2 separate regions of the Mus musculus genome follow, and region 2 is linked to region 1. A link is a contact called in public promoter capture Hi-C data. All regions are on one chromosome and are shown on one strand. Each heading gives the region's core, a stretch centred on a gene start, on an enhancer-like site or on the middle of the called end of the contact. The rest is flanking DNA. Distances are from core to core; before and after follow the strand shown.

Region 1 (3,073 bases), core at 428-2,927:
CCGTCAGGCCTCCCTCTCTAAGAACCGCTCTTCCTACAAACTGTAGGGAGAAATATATGTGTCAGGTGGTGAGCATTGAATGTACATTTATTTAAATCTCCTGTCTTTGGGCAGCTGTTAAGTTTATTGAAGAGCTCTGGGTAGCCAGGTTTCTTTTTTTTTCCCCCCTCAATTTATATGCTGTCCTCTCTGGAATTTCAGTGAAGCACTAAGAGACTGCTTGTCTGTGGACAGGCATTTTCACACGCTCAGAGTTTCTCACGGGATGACAGTAACAACTCTCATACTCTACGGCTGTTTCCCAGTATCTAGGAATCCTGTGGTTTATCTCGTATCCTCCTCGGATGTTTCCGGTACAGTGGGAATCCAAAAGGCCGCTTGTCATACTATGCTCTGTAACAACAAATAAAGGGTTAAGTACCGCACACTCCAGGGGGAAGAGTCCCCTCAATCAGCTGATCACTTATCAAGTCTTTACTAAGCGGCTCCCAGTGTTTGAACATTTATGCGGAGCCCCTGGTGAAGTCCTGATTGACCCCCTTTTCATAAAAATTGTCAGAGTAAAAGAAAACAAACCTATTTCTTACTAATCTGGACTGATTTAGGGCTGGAGCTTAAGGGGTTCTGCTTACACAGCGCTCATTTTTATAATCTTGGGAATATTCAGAATTCAAATTTAGCCTCTGGGCATTCTGCTTAAGCCAGAATTTGGAAACACCTTACAGATGTTATTGTAAAAACACGCTATGTCAGCCCTCATACTCTACAGCTGAACTAAGCAACTTAAAAGGAAGCACAGACTCTCGGTCCAAGGGACCTTTAAATATGATGGGCACTGAAGTAAGCGCCCCGGAACTTTGGAATGGTCTCCCTTAATCTTTACTGATCAAGGAAACCCTCTCTTCTAAGAGTCTAATGAGATGGCTCAGTTGGTAAGTTGACGTCTGCTCGAGTCAAAAGCTCACAAGGCTAACTTGTAACCTCCACGCGCACATAGGCATCCACTACATATGGGCACACACATGTAACCATGTATACCACGCCAAAAATATGTGTTCTCTACAAATAGGTAGATATAAACAGTTATCTTAGAGATACTCAGAGCTAATTACATAACAGGTTTTTTTTTCATTTTTTTTTTGAGGGCTCTTGCTAAGGACCCATATCCAATCTCTGGCACCACCTGGCAGCTCCCAACCACCGGGGACCTCAGTCCCAGGGGATCTGATGTCTCTATGCAGGTGGTTGGCTCTGCACTTGGGGGCTTCACAGACTTGACTCTGACACTGCTCAACGTTACCTGTAACTAGTGTAACTAGCACAGCAGGGAGTGATAAAAGACCACAAATCCCGGTGGATCCCACTTTCAGTTTCCAAATTTGGCCAGTACTTTTTGATGAAGGCACAGAGTCTTCTAGACCATTTATAATTTTGTAACATCGTTTCACTGGCCAAATCTGTACCTCGATCCACATGGCGATCTACTTACCAGGGCTTTTTTTTTTTTTTTTTTTTTCCTCCTTGCTTGTCATTTAGAAAGCTTAGGCCTAGAAATACTAGGTTCATCTTATTACTAGTCTTTGTGCCAGAGGCAAAAGCCATTGGCAAAGTTCTTCTAAGCAGAGGGGAGCTGTTGGCAGTCAAGGGCTTGTGGGTGTTGCTTAGTTCCGCTCAGTTTATACTCCCATGGGGGAGTTCATATCCAAAGCATTTTAAGTTTAGTTTTCTACTGCCTCCTCTTACCCTTAGCAAAAACACATGTTTTCTGCATTCTTTATCCCGGGTCTCCTTTACAAGGCAGAAGTTCCCTGTGTTTGCTGTTTTGATTCATTGGAGAATAATCATAGTTCTGTTGGCGTTTGTTGGTTTGTTGTTGTAATGGGACAGCATGAAGGTATTAAGACTACCTCTCTGATTTTCCCAGTGAACACAAACACCAATGTGGGCACCAACGTGGGCACCGATTCCCAGAAATCCTGCACTATATAAAATGATAAGCCTCAGCGGTACCCTGAAGTCATACATGATGTAGGCTTGACTTAGTGAAAGCCCGCGTACAGAGGAAATAGGGGAGAAAGACGTGACAGGAACCCACTTCCCTAGCCTACACGCTGGTTTGGAGGATACTTACTGGAAAATAACAAACGAATGTATAAGTACAACTCGCCTCCTGGGGATGTGACAGAGTATATTATAGTTAGAGGAAAAATTGCATTTGGAAAAATTTCCCCTAAACTTTGAAATAATGAAGCATGACATTGATGGTATACATGAATAACATATGCGTTGAATATTAATATGTATCTTCTAGTAAATCAAATTAAATTGGGACTTTATACATATTCCTAAGAATTAAATTTGGAGATGTGTTAGGAGTAAAAATCATGCCGTGCTTTTGTCTTTCCTGTCTCTCACTTGCTGGTATCACATTTGTTATCTATCATGAATCTTTCTGGGGTACAGTCCTGCCACTGTGTTAAACTGCTAACCCACATTGCTTTCCCTTAAACTGTCATGCAGACAGCTTAATGTACTAGGCTAGTTGACAGCTTGTCTATTGTAAAACCCCTTGACTCAGCATCCGGATCACGGTGGATAATTGAAAGTAAAAAGTGGTGTTCCCAGGTTGCCTTGCCCATGGGAATGTCTTCTGTACTCAGCACCTGTAGACTGACTACTGAAGTATTCTCCTGGCATACTCAACAGCCTAATATGTGTTCTTTCTTGACTTAGCCTCCAGTTAACTCTGATTCTAAAGCCAAGGCCTTCTGTCCACTTTGAGTGTAGAACAAATAATGTCTCTTTAATTTGAACAGTCCTCCTCTTCCTCCTTCTCTTCTTCCTCCTCTTCCTTCTTCATCTTCTGCTGGTGGCTCAAGGGATCTAATATCATTGGGCCTTAACATAAAACACAATATGAATTATTTGACTCCCTGTTAGTATGTAAAATGGATCTCCAATAAATGGACTAGCTTATCCTGGAAGGGACTGTGAAGAAAGAGAGCAACATGACTAAACTCTTAGATTCCTATGGCTTGTTTGTTTTGTTGTTTGTTTGTTTTCCTTTTCCACA
Region 2 (3,073 bases), core at 197-2,696, 700 kb after region 1:
TTGGAATAGGCTGACAAAGAATTTTTTTTCTTTTTAACTAAGCTATTAAGTTAAATCCATCAACAGAAAAACCGCAGGAAAATGTGTGCCATTTGAAAACATTATTTCTTTTAACTTGTAAAAGAATTTTAAAAATTTTTACTGTTCAGTGCTGTGGATTGTGACTTTACACTAAGCAACATCTCAGCCCTAAGAATCTTGTAGAATAAAGAGGATATTTTCAAAATGAATGGCATTATCCTGATGTCATGGTCTCATAATTGGATTTTTAATATTTGAATAGAGTAAAACATTATTGAGCTTTGTCTTTGTCCTTGTTAAGATTTTATTTCTTATGTGTGTGGGTGTTTTGCCTGTATGAGTGTCTGAGCACCGCCTATGTGGATGCTGGGAATTGAACCTGCGTCCTCTGGCAGAGCAGCCTAGCACAGGCTTAACCCTGTCTCATCTCTGAGTCCACCAAAGGAAGTTTTTAGGAAGAGCTCTTAGGCAATTTTTGAGGTCCCACCTGCCCTCTCCGCCCCCAAGCAGGAATGATAGGCTCTAGCCTTTATATGCACCAGTTTGTTTGCAAAACCACATTGAACTATGCATTGTTTCTTAGCCTATTGAAGATATTGCTCATTGCTGTCACTGGAAACGACCCAGGAGCCCAGAGTGACTGTCAGTTTCCTCGTTTACCTAACAGCATGTGGACATAAATATTTAACCTTAATGTTTAGCAACCTTATCAAAATAAATGTTGATGCAAATCATAATCGGGCTTATTACTCCCCTCTGCCCACCCTTCCCCTTCTGCATTTCTATTTCTTCCTTGAACTGAGTACACCCATCTTGCCAACTATTTTCCTTCTGGAAATTTATTACCCAATTTTTACGTTCCCATAGCTTGACACAGAACGTGAAATGTCCTTTCCTTCCGTATTTGTTACTATTTTGGCAAATGTATTTGGCACAAGAATCTCCTCGGTGAGACTTCCTACAGCAGGTGACCCAGCCACGCCCCCCGCCACTCTCAACTGAAAGGTAAGGTTTTTACTAAGATTACAGTTGGAACACAGTTACGGTTAACCCGGACTGAGCGCCCAGCGAGGGCCACTTAAATCCACGTACCCACGCGACAACTAAGGCAGAGATGTGTACCTAGGAAGTCTGGATGGGGTCGCTGGCTCAGAAACTCCTGAGCGCCTAAAACACTGAAGTGACAGTCAGATACCGTCTCCACGCTGCGAATAAGAACCCGGATCCCACACTGGATGGAGGGGCCGCATAGGTTAGCCTGGGGAAGGCCACCCTGCCGGGTCACACAAGAGGTCGCAGCACTGGGATCCAAAAGCAGAGTAAACTTTTGTGGGTGCAGGAGGCGTGGCGGGGCGGAGCGAAGTGTACGCAGGCGCAGTGTCCACACGCCCGGGGTTGAGCACCACCCAGAAGGTGGAGCATCCGGCTGCGCATGCGCTCTGAGTCACCGGCGCCTCTAGGGGTTGGAGAACTGGCTTCGCGGTGTGTAGCGGGATGGTTCCTAGGTGCCAGGTAAGAGTTGGTTCGCGCGGCTGGGGCGCCCCTTCCTCTCTAACTCCTCCCGGGTTCCGGGTCTTGCGCCTGCTGCTCGCTGAATGTCAAGTTCTGTCCCCGAACTCTGGTGTCCAGGTCATGGCCTTCACGACCGATTACCTAGACGGTTTTTTTCCCTACCATTCCGGATGATTTATTTTGACACTTTTTAAAATTAAAACGCTCCTAGTTAGGAATTATTGTGAGGAAATGCGCATCACCCAATGATTGACAGGCTCAGGATAGTTTGCAGCAGCCGTGATTATTGTGGAGAGACCGAGTTGTACTGAGTGACAGGTGAGACCTTGTGCACAGTCAGGTCCCTTAGTTCCCAGGCTGATTACACGGGTTTGGCCTAGAAACTACCAGTTGATCCTGTAATTCAAGCCCATTTGCTTTGCTGCATGTCAAATGTTCTGTGTTTTGTAACTCAATCGTAATGTAGGACGGAATCAAAGGTCATTTGACCACTGTGAAATGAAAGCTAGGCCTTTGCTGACTGGGTTATTTAATTTACTTGTGTAATCCACCCCCTGACTCAGACCTCTGTCTCTGCTTCGCGGCTGATGGAAGAATCGATTCCGTGTCAAGTCAGACTTAGCATGTTTTCTAAGGAAATTTAGTAGGATTTTAATGCTGCCACACAAGCTTGAGATTGTGAGAGGTCTGAACAGTAGGCAGAAATCAGAAGTGATTTTAAAGCGTTTGTCTCAAATATGAATCTATAGATATATGGAAGTGTTTTGTTTGTTTGTTTATGTTTTTCGAGACAGGGTTTCTCTGTGTAGTCCTGGCTCTCCAGAACTACACTCTGGTAGACCAGGCTTGTCTTGAACTCACATAGATCTGACTGCTTCTGCCTCCCCAGTTCTGGGTTTAAAGACATGTGTCACCACCACCAGGCCAATACTGAAGTTTTGTGAGCCATTGCATTTGGGGAGCGAGGAGCCTTCTTGGTGCGGGTTATTTAGACTATCCTCTCTCCTTTCAGATTGACGTGTTGTATTTTGCAAAAAGTGCTGAAATAGCCGGAGTTCGCTCGGAGACCATTTCTGTGCCACAGGAAATCAAAGCGTCAGAGCTGTGGAAGGAGCTAGAGAGTCTCCATCCTGGGTAGCTAACGTTATAGAGTGCATATGATGAACATGTAAAGGTTTCTAAAATGTGTAAATTACGTGTGAGTGTGCGTATGTGTGTTCTCACACAAGAGTACTAGTTCTTTTAAAATTCTTGAAAATTTAAAACTCTGGTATTTAGAAACATCCAAGTACCACAAGGAACACCATAGATAATTTACTAGAAAAGCAGTCAAGTGGATGCCCCCTAGATATGTTTATGTAATTTACAATCATTTTTCTAATTTCTAAGACAGAAAAATGCAAGTTCTGCCTTTTATAGCCTAAGATGAAAAATTGAAAGATGCTGTTAAAAAGATACATTATAAACCTTTCTGTCCTTTTCTCTCTTTTAAAATACTCAAAAGTTTCTGAGATTGAAAGAAAAATGAAGTATAACAGAC

Evidence for each region. Promoter capture Hi-C pulls out the DNA fragments that hold promoters and counts their contacts.
Region 2: a promoter capture Hi-C map of pre-B cells shows a contact between it and region 1, with 2.0 times the contacts expected there. The contact joins the promoter of Mocs2 here to the enhancer-like site in region 1. A contact is called at or near these places in 5 of 39 promoter capture datasets (3T3-L1-derived adipocytes, embryonic stem cells, liver and 2 more) and 1 of 115 datasets of contacts at active chromatin or transcription factors (bone marrow-derived macrophages).

Annotation. Positions count from the first base shown.
Region 1 is chr13:114,118,369-114,121,441 of GRCm38.p6, forward strand. The region is part of intron 4 of Arl15 (ADP-ribosylation factor-like 15); the gene reads left to right. Among named protein-coding and RNA genes, the nearest start is that of A430090L17Rik, 32 kb to the right of the region's middle. Within about 2 kb of position 1,678, at least 12 of the 459 cell types and tissues checked have an H3K27ac peak or open chromatin away from gene starts, as enhancers often do. A contact at or near this core is called in pre-B cells, where this site is marked.
Region 2 is chr13:114,816,791-114,819,863 of GRCm38.p6, forward strand. It overlaps Mocs2 (molybdenum cofactor synthesis 2), which reads left to right and starts at 1,447. Exons shown (of 6, transcript NM_001113374.1): 1 at 1,447-1,533. It overlaps Gm34790 (a long non-coding RNA gene), which reads right to left and starts at 1,434. Exons shown (of 3, transcript XR_382937.4): 1 at 1,144-1,434.